Linked DNA regions of Muntiacus reevesi: region 2 is linked to region 1. The links are chromatin contacts, called in public Hi-C maps. All regions are on one chromosome and are shown on one strand. The core of a region is the stretch at or near the end of the contact, and the rest is flanking DNA. Distances in the headings are between cores, read along the strand shown.

What was found. A called contact is a pair of places that touch in the nucleus more often than the background predicts.
Region 2: a Hi-C map of muscle shows a contact between it and region 1, with 5 times the contacts expected there. The contact joins the promoter of NCOA7 here to the promoter of HINT3 in region 1. A contact is called at or near these places in 2 of 3 Hi-C or Micro-C datasets (blood and muscle).

Annotation. Positions count from the first base shown.
Region 1 is chr19:23,951,250-23,957,853 of mMunRee1.1, forward strand. HINT3 (histidine triad nucleotide binding protein 3) reads right to left here and starts at 4,163. Exons shown (of 5, transcript XM_065911622.1): 1 at 3,790-4,163. The coding sequence starts at 3,990.
Region 2 is chr19:24,128,747-24,135,350 of mMunRee1.1, forward strand. It overlaps NCOA7 (nuclear receptor coactivator 7), which reads right to left and starts at 2,590. Exons shown (of 15, transcript XM_065911662.1): 1 at 2,107-2,590.

The DNA.
Region 1 (6,604 bases), core at 2,913-5,412:
TAAGGAAAAAAGGAAACAAAACAGTGAGTCTTTCAACCTATTAACATTTGAGTTTCAGGCTTTTCCAAGAGAAAAATCTATATTCCCTAAATAAGCTTATTCAATTTCTTATACCTAAAAATTAAGTAAAAACTAAACAAAATCAGTATCAATAATCATAGTTTCCCTCAGAAACACTGACAGAATGCACTGTTGCTCATTAGTTCTCCACTCCAAGAACTAAAATTCAACTGGGACAAGAGCCTCATATGCATCCTAATAATCTCGATTTCAACAAGAATGATGATGAAAGGCAATACAGGTATCATGAACTTCCTTATCAGTATCCATCAGTTCAGTTCAGTTCAGCCACTCAGTCGTGTCCGACTCTTTCCCCACCCATGGACTGCAGCACGCCAGGCCTCCCTGTCCATCACAAACTCCTGGAGTTTACCCAGCTCACGTCCACTGAGTTGGTGATGCCATCCAACCATCTCATCCTCTGTCGTCCCCTTCTCCTCCCGCCTTCAATCTTTCCCAGCATCAGGGTCTTTTCAAATGAGTCAGTTCCTTGCATCAGATGGTCAAAGTACTGGAGTTTCAGCTTCAGCATCAGTCCCTCCAATGAATATTCAGGACTGATCTCCTTTAGGATGGACTGCTTGGGTCTCCTTGCAGTCCAAGGGACTCTTAAGAGTCTTCAACACCACAGTTCAAAAGCATCAATTCTTCATCACTCAGCCTTCTTCACAGTCCAACTCTCACATCCATACATGACCACTGGAAAAACCATAGCCTTGACTAGATGGACTTTTGTTGGCAAAGTAATGTCTCTGCTTTTTAATATGCTGTCTAGGTTGGTCATAACTTTCCTTCCAAGGAGTAAGCGTCTTTTAATTTCATGACTGTAGTCACCATCTGCAGTGATTTTGGAGTCCCCAAAAAGAAAGTCTGTCACTGTTTCCCCGTCGATTTGCCAAGAAGTGATCAGTATCCACACTGCTCATCTAAGCTTTAGGTGACTGACAAACTGGTCTCCAGTGACACCACATGATACTTGAATATTATAAATATACTGTGGATCTGTCATATTCTACATGACATTGCTGTACTTTATAAAGAATAAACCATATACTTTGCTCCTTTTCCTTCTTCAGAGCTTTATTCAAATGACACTTTCTTTTTTAAAAAATTTTTTTAAAAATTGATCTGGCTGCATCAGATCTTAGCTGTGGCACACAGGATCCCGGCCGTGTTCTACGGAATCTCCCGCTGCGGCATGCAGACGTGGGCTCCAGCTCAGTAGCTGTGGCGCACGGGCCCGGTTGTTCCAGGGCACGTGAGGTCTTAGTTCCCGACCAGGGATCAAACCTGTGTCCCCTGCATTGGCAGGCGGATTCTTAACCACTGGACTACCCGGGAAGTCCTCAAATGCCACCTTCTTAGTGAAGCATTTCCTTACTAAAAGTTTAAAACTGCATCCCTTTTCTCTTTTGTTGTTCCCCATCTAAGAAACTATGCATTTTATTTATTATGTTGCTTACTGTGTATTTCCTGTGAGTAGAATGTAAGGGCCACAAGGACGGGAGGGTTTCGCTCATTTTATTTGTTTCTGTATCCCAATGCCTCCGGCAGTGTCTGGCACAGAGAAGGCACCCATGTAAATACTGAGTAATGGACGGGTGACTGAGTTTCCTCTTTCCCAGGGACAAAGCTCTACCTCTTGGGGCCGGTTTAAACCTCTGTCCATTGGCACCTGCCCATCAGCATTTAAGCATACCAAAGACTTCCTTGTTTCAAAAAACTTTCTCTTACTTAACTCCACCTCCTCCCGTAGTTACCACTCTCTCTCCCTTCTCCCCAAAACTGCCAAACTTCCTTCAGAAGTTGTCTGTATTTGCTGTCTTCAATGTTTTAGATTGACTCTCGGGGTTTTTTTAATCAACCATCTGCCCTCTGCCCCATCACTGCACTGCAGTTGTTCTCCTGAAGGTCAATGGTCATCACCCTGGGGACAAAACCAGTTCTAATCTAAGTTGGCCTCTCTGCATGCATACAGGAGAGTCATCCAACCCAGATATGAGGATGAGGGAACGTGGATATTGCTACCAACCCCTATCTTCTCAACAAATTCCTTTCTCTTTGCTTTCCTAGCTTCCCCTCTGTTTCTCTGTCCCCTTTCCAGGTCTTCATCCTCCACCTCTCTTACGGTGGTAGTGTTCTTTAGAGTTCTGTGCAGGGATCCCTTCCCTACTCTACAAATATGTCCTAGGTGATCTTGTTAATTTCCCTCTTTTCAATTTCCACCTATAAGCTGGCAGTTCCTATCATCTGGGTTAGAGATGCAGACCTCAGCATTGTCAGACTCCTAATTATTCCTAAATTGATCTGCTTTTCTTCATCTCCATTACTACATCTTATGTCAGGCCATCATCAGGCTGGATTACCTCAACAGCTTCATAACCAATCTCCATGCCTCCAGCCTGGTCCTCTCCAAATCATTCTCCCCCAGGGTACCAGATGATCTTTCAAAGCTCAAACGTTTTCATGGAATTCCTCAACCCCTTTCTTCCAACCCAGCATGAACAGCAGCAATAAACGGTGGAGTTTCCTTCCCTTCACTCTACAAATAAAGCCCAAACTGCTTAATATGAAGTACAACAGCCTTAATAATTGGCCCTCGCTTACTTCTCCACCCTCATCTTTTACCACTCACCCTTTCAAACTCTATGTTCCAGTTAGATTGAATTTCTATTTGCCTGTGGCAGAGACCAAACCGCAGAAAGTTCTCTTGACCGAAGACATTCTTCTCTCCACCTCCTCACCTGATCATACTTATTTTTTCACGTCTTACTTCCTCTGGAAGGTCTTCCCTAACCCTTCAGATCTGGTCAGGTGCCCCTCCCACGGGCCTTGCAAAATACTGCAGGTGGTAAAACCATCTCACCGTAGCAAGGAGTACTATCAGCTGCCTCTGCTGTCTGTACTGACTCCACCCTTTAGATTATAAAATGTAAACAGGGACTACTAGCTTTTATTTACCTTGTTCACCACTGAATCTCCAACAGTGCTTAGAAGGAATTCAATTTACTTTTAACAAATGAATGATTACTACAAAACAAAAACACAGCCCAGAATCTTTGGAGCTCTTTCAAATGACTGTTTCTCTAAAGGCGAGTCAAGCTGGTAGACGAAAGTGCCTACCCGATATCTGTTTTAAAATATCTAAGCAGAGTCTAAATGCTCTGAAAATTTCCACATATCCCAACTGATAATAACACTTCTAAGGAACTGGACTCTTTAGTGGAAATCGGAATCTATTAACTAATAGCGTGACCACGGACCAGTTCTGCCAGCCTATTTTCAGTCGATCTAACAAATGGGCTTTTCACAATCACCATTACCTATCTTCCACTAGTTTGTTTTCAGTATCAGTATTTGCAGAATGTAAAGGCAGTGTCTAGAAAAGTGAGGTGGGGGGCGGGGCAGGGCGAGGTTCCTTTAATAAAATCAGAGGTCACTATTGTCTACCGACCACCTAGGCAGCTGCGGAGAGAGATTTTCTCTCTGCCTTTTCTCCCCTTAGAACAGTAAAGGAGGCCGGCGGCACTCCCGGCGCCTGGAGAAACCAGCCTGTCTGTATCACTAGGACACCCAGCCTCCCCCAGCTCCATTTACGCAGGACCGTCCCCACCGGATCCACGCCGGCGAGGTCCCCCTAAGCGGAGGCCCCCCTAAGCGGAGGCCCCCTAAGCGGAGCCCCCGGGGCGCTCCGGATCCACCCACGCCCGGGCGCGCGTCGCAGCCCACCTCACAGTGTAGGAGTTCGGTGCCGGGTTCCTGGTGCGCCGCGATCCGGCAGAACACGCACTTGCTACTGTAGTTCGCGAGCTCCGGGGACTCCGCGGCGACCGCGGGGGCCTCCCCTGGGGACCCCGCGGGCTGGGCAGCCGCCGCTGCCTCAGAGCGGGCACACGACTTCCCTAAATCGCATTCCTGCTCCTCCATCATCGCACCCGCTCTTCTGCGCCGCTGAGAGGCCTCTCCGGGACGACAGGGCCTCTTGCAGAGTTAGCCTCCTGTACCTCCTAGATTTTACCTCGAGGTGTCGCCCCTCGTCTGGCGCTGGGCCGGGCAGGGAGCTGGGCACAGCGCGGATTCAGGGCGACCGGAGCCGCAAGGCGACTCGCCGCGGAGCCGCAAAAGCCAGAGGCTGGCCTTCACGCTGACTGCCACGCGGGGGCGCGCAAGGACGCGACACGGAAGAGCAGCCGGCGGCGGCGGCAGTCGCCCATCCCCGTGCGTCTCGGTGGTAACGACGCAGGACTTCCGCCACAACGCCGGCTCGCGCCCCACGTCGCGATGACATCACGTTCGCGCTCTCCCCGGCAGGCCAAATGAATTTGTTGACAGTTCTGAACGTCTTCTCCCTGAAGCCGGTAACATAAAGTGCATCGAGTGTATAATGATGTCTTTAAAAAAAAAGTTTTAAAAAATTCGTAGGTTTTACGAGAAGGAACATTTCTAGAGCTGTTTTCTACACAGACTATATTTGATGCTTTGGGTATGCATTTTCAACCATGATCATTTTAGGCGATAGGCTCAAAATATCAAACAGAACTTCACACCTGTTTTTACCTTTTGTTATTATTGACAGCACCAGCTAGATCAAAATAGTGGGCTTTATCTCATTCTTCATACACAGGTAAATGCGGAATCCTGTAGTTTATAGTCTGACATATTCCAGAACTTCATAGAAATTCACAAGGAATTGACCTAGAAACTTAAAGAAACTGACGAGAAATTCAGGCAGGGCTTTCTTCTGAGTTGTGCTTCGGGAAAGAGTGAAAAATGAGTAACACATTCCCTTGCTGGCTCCCTGGGTTGGGAGGGGTGCACAGGTTGGTCCCTTGGATGAGGGTCAGGGCAGATCTGTGGGTCTATCTGGAAAGGTGGCTTAGGAGGCCTGCCCACCCATCCCCACACTCTTGAGGGTGCTGTGTGCAGGGATCATGAGTAATACCCTCTTATTGCTCAGGAGATGGCAGAAGTGGCATTTGGGTTTTTGGTTTTTATGTACCTTGTTGTTTATAATTTGCCCAGGCTGTACTTAAATTCAGTTCAGTCCCTGAGTCCTATCCAACTCTTTGTGACCCCCCCATCACCAACTCTCTGGAGCTTGCTCAAATCCTGCAGGCAGTTACTTTTAGTCCTTTAGTTTCTTTATATTCTGTTGCTCAAGGAGACATTTGTCCACATGCAAACACTGTAGCAAAGGGTCCCAAGTCCCCAGTCTGCCTCATTCTCCTGCTGTGAGCTTTTGCACCCCTTATTTTTAAGGGTTAAGGGGCTGAAGTTTTCCTCTTCTGAAGCATCTTCCTGCTGGACAGGGGTCTCAGACCCTAGCTTACACTAGAGGCATAGAAGTCCCTTGCTGACTGTTTCAAGCACATGTAGGGACCTGGGTCACCCTCTGCTGGAATGGATTGAAACCCTTGAGCCATAATGAGCCTTACTTGAAATTACTGGAGCCTAGAAGATACAAAGTTAACCAAAAGATTAACCAGACAAACCAAAAACCAAAAAGAGCAATAATAGCTACTAAGGGACCTAGAAATGGAAGGAACCAAGTTAACTTTGGGAGTAGGGCTCCTGTAACTGTTGACCAGACAGTGAGATTGTGTTGCTCTTGCCAAAGCTGTGAAGCCTTTCTGCATGGGCGAGTATTTCTTTAATATTAACATCCACCTGTCCTGTTGCATTGATCCAGGCATAGCAGGAAGTATTAGTTACCAAACAAACTCTGCCTTGTACTGCCAGAAAGTAACAAAGAGCCGGGCGATGATGAACAACTATATTAGCCAAAGAAACAAGAGCGGTCTTATGTCCCTTTAAGGCTTGTTCTATCAGTTTCATCACATAACCACACTGTCTGTCTGGGTGAAATTTCTCAGTGTTACTTCATGATAAGTTTTCACATAGAGTCACCAGTCCTATTGCTAGCCCTGCCCTATGCTAAGATTTTTCCTCTTGCTGTCTAGGTTCAAGGGTGAGCCAGCCTGGTCCTGTTACAGATAAAATCCCTCTTATCCCTATAGACCATACAGGACAGTCTCACACAAAGTGGACATCATCAGTGCATTTACAGGCCATAGGATGAAGGCCTTGGGAAAAGGGCAGGTCCTGGCCATAACTCCATAACATGATGTTTTGGGTATCTGCAGAGGAAAAGAAACCCTTCAGGGGGGCAGACCTGAATGTCTCATGGTTGTTCAGAGCTGATAGTCCTTGAAGGACATAGCTGTTGCTAGTACCTATGCAACTAGGAGACCACAAATCGTTATGTTGGTGATTTAGATTATATCATGTTATAAAGGTCTTCATGAAATGCTCGAGGGTGATCTGGTTGGTTTTGTCAGAGTTGACAACTGTAGGCCAGCTCACCCACAAGTGGGTTGAATTGGATTGACGAGGTGGATGAGATGTTTCTTTGAATGGTTCACACTCCCCTTCCATGTTGTTTAGGAAGACGGAGCCATAGTTTGAAACAGGACACTGGTGGGGGAGGTTGTAAGTACAGTTTCTCCCTACATAAGAGGCAGAATATCTAGTGTAATTCTGTTCC
Region 2 (6,604 bases), core at 1,340-3,839, 180 kb after region 1:
TCTGTTCAAATAAATCATAACGTATTTTTCAGAAGCATCCTCCTACTGTTGATTTGCCCAATCTTGCCACCTTTTACATAAAAGTGTTATTTCCTCACCATCTAGGAAGAGCCCAAGCAGGCTGGAGGAGCAATAGTAAAAAACTAGGGCTTACCACACTTTTGTGGAAATAAGTCTTTGGGGTAATATGTAATAAGGATGGTGAAGAGTATTAAAATGATAAAAAAGGAAAGTAAGAAAAAGGAAAGATAATAAGTGACTGGATCATTCCCAGATAATTTTGTTAAACAAAGTGAAAAAAGGTTAATACTGACTCATAAAACTTACATAATGGAAAAATAAAAACAAAACTGGAAATACCACAGTGCAAAAATAAAGCAAGTGAAATGTAATGCAGTTATCCTTGATTATTTCAAGATAACATAAAATTAAAAAGGAGAAAGGAACAAGCCTTCCAAACCCTTGATTTCACAACCACGTTGGTTGTCAAACTTGAAAACTGATATGTTTATATACTGAGGGAAACCCATATTGTTGAAAATGTGTATCTATATCGTGTTTTTTGAATCATTTAGGAATCACATACTCTTCTAAATGTTTTATTTTCACCTTTACCTGTAATAAATACATTATAATTAAGTCAACCACAACAACTCAACCCTAAAATAAGTTAATATGTCACTTATTAACCAAATCATTGTTACTCTTGGAGTAACCTGAAATTTCCTTTAAACAAGTTGCACTTTTTAACTGTGTTTTAAATTAAAACAGGTTTGATTATCCATTAGAAAAAAAATGCAACCTTAAAAATGAAATTAACTTATATTAGCAGTTGGAGAGAATTATCTTATGTAACAACACATTAAAGAAGGAAAACATGTGGTCCTAAAAATGTCAAAATTCAACTTAAATACTGAGATAACTGATTTTGACTATTTATGCAAAGAAGTAATTTTTAAAATACAGTTAAACTTCAACCACCATGGAGTAAACAAGATGTTTTAATCCTAAACTGTCTTTAGATGAAGCCTGAAACACAGCTCATTCAACAAATAACCCATGAGCACCTATTATGCATCAGACCAGGGGATTAGGAGACTGAACAAGGGGAAGTCTCTGTCCTCCTGGCGCTCTCAACCTTAATACGTTAATAAAATTGGAGCGTACAATGATCCATTTTCCCAGACTCTAAACTTTACTGCTTAATACGAAATTTAAAAATGATAGCCTATGAAGAGATAATCTTGCCAAAAGGTTGTCGTTCGTTCTGATGTACGAACTTTACACATGGGAGAGAAGAAACAATTTATAGCCAGTTTCTCAAAAGTACAACCCGTATTAACATCTAGCTGGAAGCTAGGCTGAGCCCAAGGCTGCCTCTGCTGGCCGACTCCGAGCATCCTTCCAGCAGATTCTAAACTCCCTACACCTGTATCAAACTTGCCATGCTCCCAAACACATCCCTTCACGAAAGCTGCAGGCTCGCTCCCAGGTAGACAGCACGAGAATTCCCCAGCCTCATCTAGCTTCTGAATATCTGATTTCTAAAGGGGCCTTCTCCAACTGGCCCTAAATGACTGACTTTAAGAATCTGAGACGTCACTTTCACGTATCAACCAGCTAGCTCCGAAATACACCAAAATCCAGAGTGATTTGTACCTGCCGCTAAATAACTCTTTGCGTGGCTGCACATTGGGAGAAAACAGGAAGAAGGCATCTGTCCATCAGGCCGAAAAAATACGGTGACATTTATCCACCTGAGTTGCAGAAAATTCGGCGGTGCCCTCACTCTCCATCCCCCAATAATCCTCACACCAGTCCATCCTCCCCGCCCCTGCAAGCAGCGCGGGCCCCTCCGGGCCCAGGGGCTGGACGGGGAAGGGTCACGCTCTCCTTCGCCACCGCTCGGCCTCCCGAGCTCAAGAGGAGGCTGTCAGGTTAACAGGGGGGGTGCTGCGCCCAGCGCCATTAGAACACCTCCGAGCGCCGCACCGAGCTCCGGCGGGAGGCAAGTTTCGCGGGTCCCGGCCCCGGCCCCCCGCCCCTCCCCAGCGGCAGCATCAGCCGCGGGTGGCGGCCAGGGCTGGTCCCCGCCTAGCCACCTACCTACTACAGGGCGGGGGCGCCGGCTCCTCGGGTCCCGGAGAAGGGCGTCGGGAGCTCGCATTTCTGGGAGCGGTGGCCTCTGCCGCTGGGCGCGGGGGAGCGCATCCTCCGGGGTGGGTGGGAGGAGGGGTCGGGGGAGGACCGCGCGGTGACGCGGAGCCGGGGCAGGAGGGAGGAGCGCCCAGGCGCGCGCCCCGCGGGACCGGCGTCCCGTGCTAGTGGACGGACGCGGCGGCCGCCGCCGGGACTCCTCAGGCCTCTCCCCTTCGCCCGGCGCCTAGCCAACCCTGCGGGTACGCCCGCGGGTCAGGACATCGGCCGCGACAGGCTGCCGGGCCCGGCCGGAGGCGGGGAGCCGCGGGTGGCGCGACGCGGTGCAGACGCCCGCCTCTAGCTCCGCCCGGCCCGCGCCACGCTCGGCGCCCCTCCGCCGCGGCGGGGGCCGGGGAGCTCGGCGGTTCGGCTCGGCCGCTCGGGCTGCAGCTGCTGCATCCTCCCCGCCCCGGCGATCTCGGGGATGGGAGGCTGGGGGCACCCGCGACGGCTGGCAGCCTCGGCGGCCCCGGCGCAGCCCCAGCCCCGGCCCGGCGGAGCCCCAGCCCCGGCCCGGCGACTCCGCCCCGGAGACCTGCGTGCGCGGCCTCCGCAGGCCGCGGCCCTTTGTGACGCCTCCCGGGAGCGAGCTCGAGGCGCTTCGCGCGGCCGGCCGGCCGGCTGCGGGACCTAAGGAGGTCTTCTTACCTCGCCCAGGCTGGCCGCCACTCTTAGAGTGAATACGGCTCTGAGAGCAGAGCTCGAGTTCGGGTCTCCCCGCGCTTCAAAGCCTTGAGGTTCCTTGTAGCTCGGGGACCGCTGGTCACAATAAATTCATCCTCTGTCCTTTCCGGCGTTGTGTTTCGCATAGGGGCCCCCGTGTCCTCCCCCTTCCGCTCCCATCCTCTGCACAGCATCCAGGGTGCTGCCACGTTGCTATCATTGCAGCAGTGGGGACCGAGCAATTGAGCCCTCCAGGCTGACTCTTGGCACAGACCCGGGGGAGCCTGGGTTGGGAAGCTTGGCATCAGCTGCGGGCCGGTGCCTGTGAGCTTCCCATCCCCGCTGGGCAGCTGTTCCTTCTAAGGTCCCATGACAAGCACCGCAAGATGACTGGGAGGATTTGGCCTTGAAGTTGACCCTTACGTAAGGAAAAGACTTAATGGAGCCTGCAGCTGGTGCGATAACATTGGTGTGTCAGAGGCCTGACACACAGGCCCAAGAGATAGCGGCCTCCTCTGGCTTCTTGTTGCTGCTTATGCTGTAACAGCCTCTCCTGGAAGACAAGCGAAGCATTTCACAGAGATGGTTTGGAATTTCAGTTGCAAATGGTCGCCTTATACTGTCTTGCAAAATACGGAATAATTACCCAATTCTGCACTGAGCATGTATAAAACTGGACCTCGGGTCTACATCGTTTTGGTTTGAATGTGAGGAATTGGAGATTTTCCTCTTTTTTTTTTTTTTTTTCTTTAGGCATTATGTTATTTGTAAACGATTTCCAAAGGAAAACAAGGCTCCTGCAATTTAAAGAGCGGATTTCATTGAATCAGAAGAACGTGGTTTGGGACCTCCAGAGAAACGGAGAGGCTCTCACACTTCTTTGATGTTTTTGAAATCTAAGATTAATGTAAAAACTGGCAAAGACACGTTCCATAGCAGTACAAGCTGTGATAAAATCGTGATAAAATTTTTGAGATGAATTCTTCTGGGTAAGTAGACATCCAGCGGGGTAGGAGCTGCGTTGTGCATGGGTCAGGAAACACAGGCCACAAGACTTGGTCACATCCGGAGACTCTGATTTGATCTACAGGCCGATTTTCTTTTCAAAAGTACCTGTTATTATTCATGATGTTTTTCACCATATTCAGAACGACTTGACTAACATTTGTATATATGTGGTGAATAAGTCAAAGAATGAAGTCATCCAGTGAGGTTTGGCAGTTGCTTACTCTTAACAACATGTGTAAAGAGAGGTCTGCTTTAGATTGTAGTTTGTGCAGGAAATGTCCCTTGAGTGCAATTCTGGACTGTTTCCATCCTTCCACCAAGAGTCCCCTTTTGTTTTTCTCTCTATGGACCCCAGATTTTGTCAAGAAAAAATTTAAACAGTGATCTTTTTTATTAGCAAAACATTTAAAAAGTACTAGCCATCAATTATAAAATGTTTCTCAGCCTTTCAAAAGCATTGCTTCTAATTTATGGATCCTCTTTACTATCTTCATGAACTGCTCTAGAAGTACTATAGGCTATATCACATGCTTATTATAACATTTTATTACAGTGAAAGTCTTGGTAGAATAAAGACTTCTGCCCTTTAGTTTAAAGAGGGAGAAAATTTCCCCTTAACTATTGTTCATTCTTTTTCATTTACTTGATATTTATTAATTTGCCTAAGCCTTGTCTTTACAGAGAAATCCAAAGAAATAAACCATTTCCTTATGCTCTGTGCTGTGTCATACATGCCCACTAGCCACATGTGCCCATTTAAATTTAAACTAAATTTAAAATGGAGTTTTTCATTCCACTAGCCACATTTCAAGTGCTAAAGAGCCATGCATGGCTAGAGACGACTCATTGGACAGCAGAGAATAGAAATTTCCATTATTTCAAAAAATCCTTTTGGACACCACTGCTCTAAGTAGAGAGTGAAATTTTAATTGAGATAAAAGATATAGTATATAAACTTATTTGGGAAATCTTAGTACGGTACAAATCAAACCTCAGTAGAATGTGTACTTCTTAACAGGGTAATCTCTAAGAGTTCAGACTCGTGACTTCAGACTGCAACTCCATCACATGCTGACCTTGAGTAAATAATTTAACCTCTGTTGTTGTTAATCTGTAAAAGGCAGATGATACTAGTACTAAATATCAGGATTGATATAGGGCTTCCCTGGTGGCTCAGATGGTAAAGAATCCACCTGCAATGGGGGAGACTTGGGTTTGATCCCTGGGTTGGGAAGAACTGCTGGAGGAGGGCATGGCAACCCACTCCAGTGTTCTTGCCTGAATAATCCCCATGGACAGAGGAGTCTGGCAACTACAGCCCATGGAGTTACAAAGAGTTGGAAACGACTGAGCTTCTAAGCACAGCACAGCGCACATAGGGATTAAGGGCTTCCCAGGTGGCTCAGTGGTAAAGAATCCGCCTGTCAATGCAGGAGAAGCAGGTTCAATCCCTGGGTCAGGAAAACACCCTGCAGAAGGAAATGGCAACCCACTCCAGTATTCTTGTCTGGCAAATCCATGGACAAAAGAACCTGACGGGCTACATTCCACTGAGTCACAGGTTCAGTTCAGCTGCTCAGTCGTGTCCGACTCTTTGCGACCCCATGGATGGCAGCACGCCAGGCTTCCCTGTCCATCACCAACTCCCAGAGCTTGCTCAGACTCATGTCCATTGCGTCAGTGATGCCATCCAACCATCCTCTGGCGCCCCTTCTCCTCCCGCCTTCAGTCTTTCCCAGTATCAGGGTCTTTCCCAATGAGTCAGTTCTTTGAATCAGGTGGCCAAAGTATTGGAGTTTCAGCTTCAGCATCAGTCCTTCCAATGGATATTCAGGACTGATTTCCTTTAAGATTGACTGGTTGGATCTCCTCGAAGTCCAGAGTTGGACACAATTTAGCAACTAAACAACAACAAATACAATAGGAATTACATGAGATAATCCATGAATGAGGTTTAGACTAAATTCTAGAACATGACTTCCGTGAAAGGTATTTTTACAGCAACATACATTATTATAAGAAAGTTTTTGTTGTTTTTTTAATTACACCCTTAGCACTCCTCACTGTACTTGGGTAATAGAACGTGCTTGGCAAACACTGAGTTGATGAGAAATTATAAGGCAACACTGATTTTATGTCTTTGAGGGCCTCTATTAAATATGAAAGCAGACTTTTCCATCTCTCTTGCAGGGTAGAGGCCATTATAGAACAATTTAGGTAGAACTATCGTGTCGCTTTTCCTGGGGTAAAGAACCCTGTATGGTGATACTTTGGAGCAGATAGAAGCAGAGATTTCTTCAGCCCTTAAAGAAGAAAAGAGAGTCACTTGCCCGCCTCTTTTTTGCCCCTCAGGGTAGGAATGGGATATAGTAGGGGGCAACTGGACCCCAGAGTTCAGGCTTGAGGTGTTCTCCCAAGGGACTTTCCAGAGGAGTGAGTAGGAACTCCACAGCTAAGGGGGAACATCAGCAAACAATAGTAACCATTACTGCAAATGTGTTCTGAATTTCTGATATAGCTCTCCAAGAATAGTTCTGTAATGAAGTATGACCAGCGTGCCTGGTTCTCACCACAATACTAGTAACGGCTCATGAAACGGGAATTCCAGAAAGATCGGCAAATACTGCTGCAGCACTTTGTCAAAATGAAAACCCCCGGGTAAGTAATGAGCTCACAGCCACAGAAAGAACTGAAACTTCTTTGGGAGTATTCTCTGGAAAGGAGTTGAAGAGAT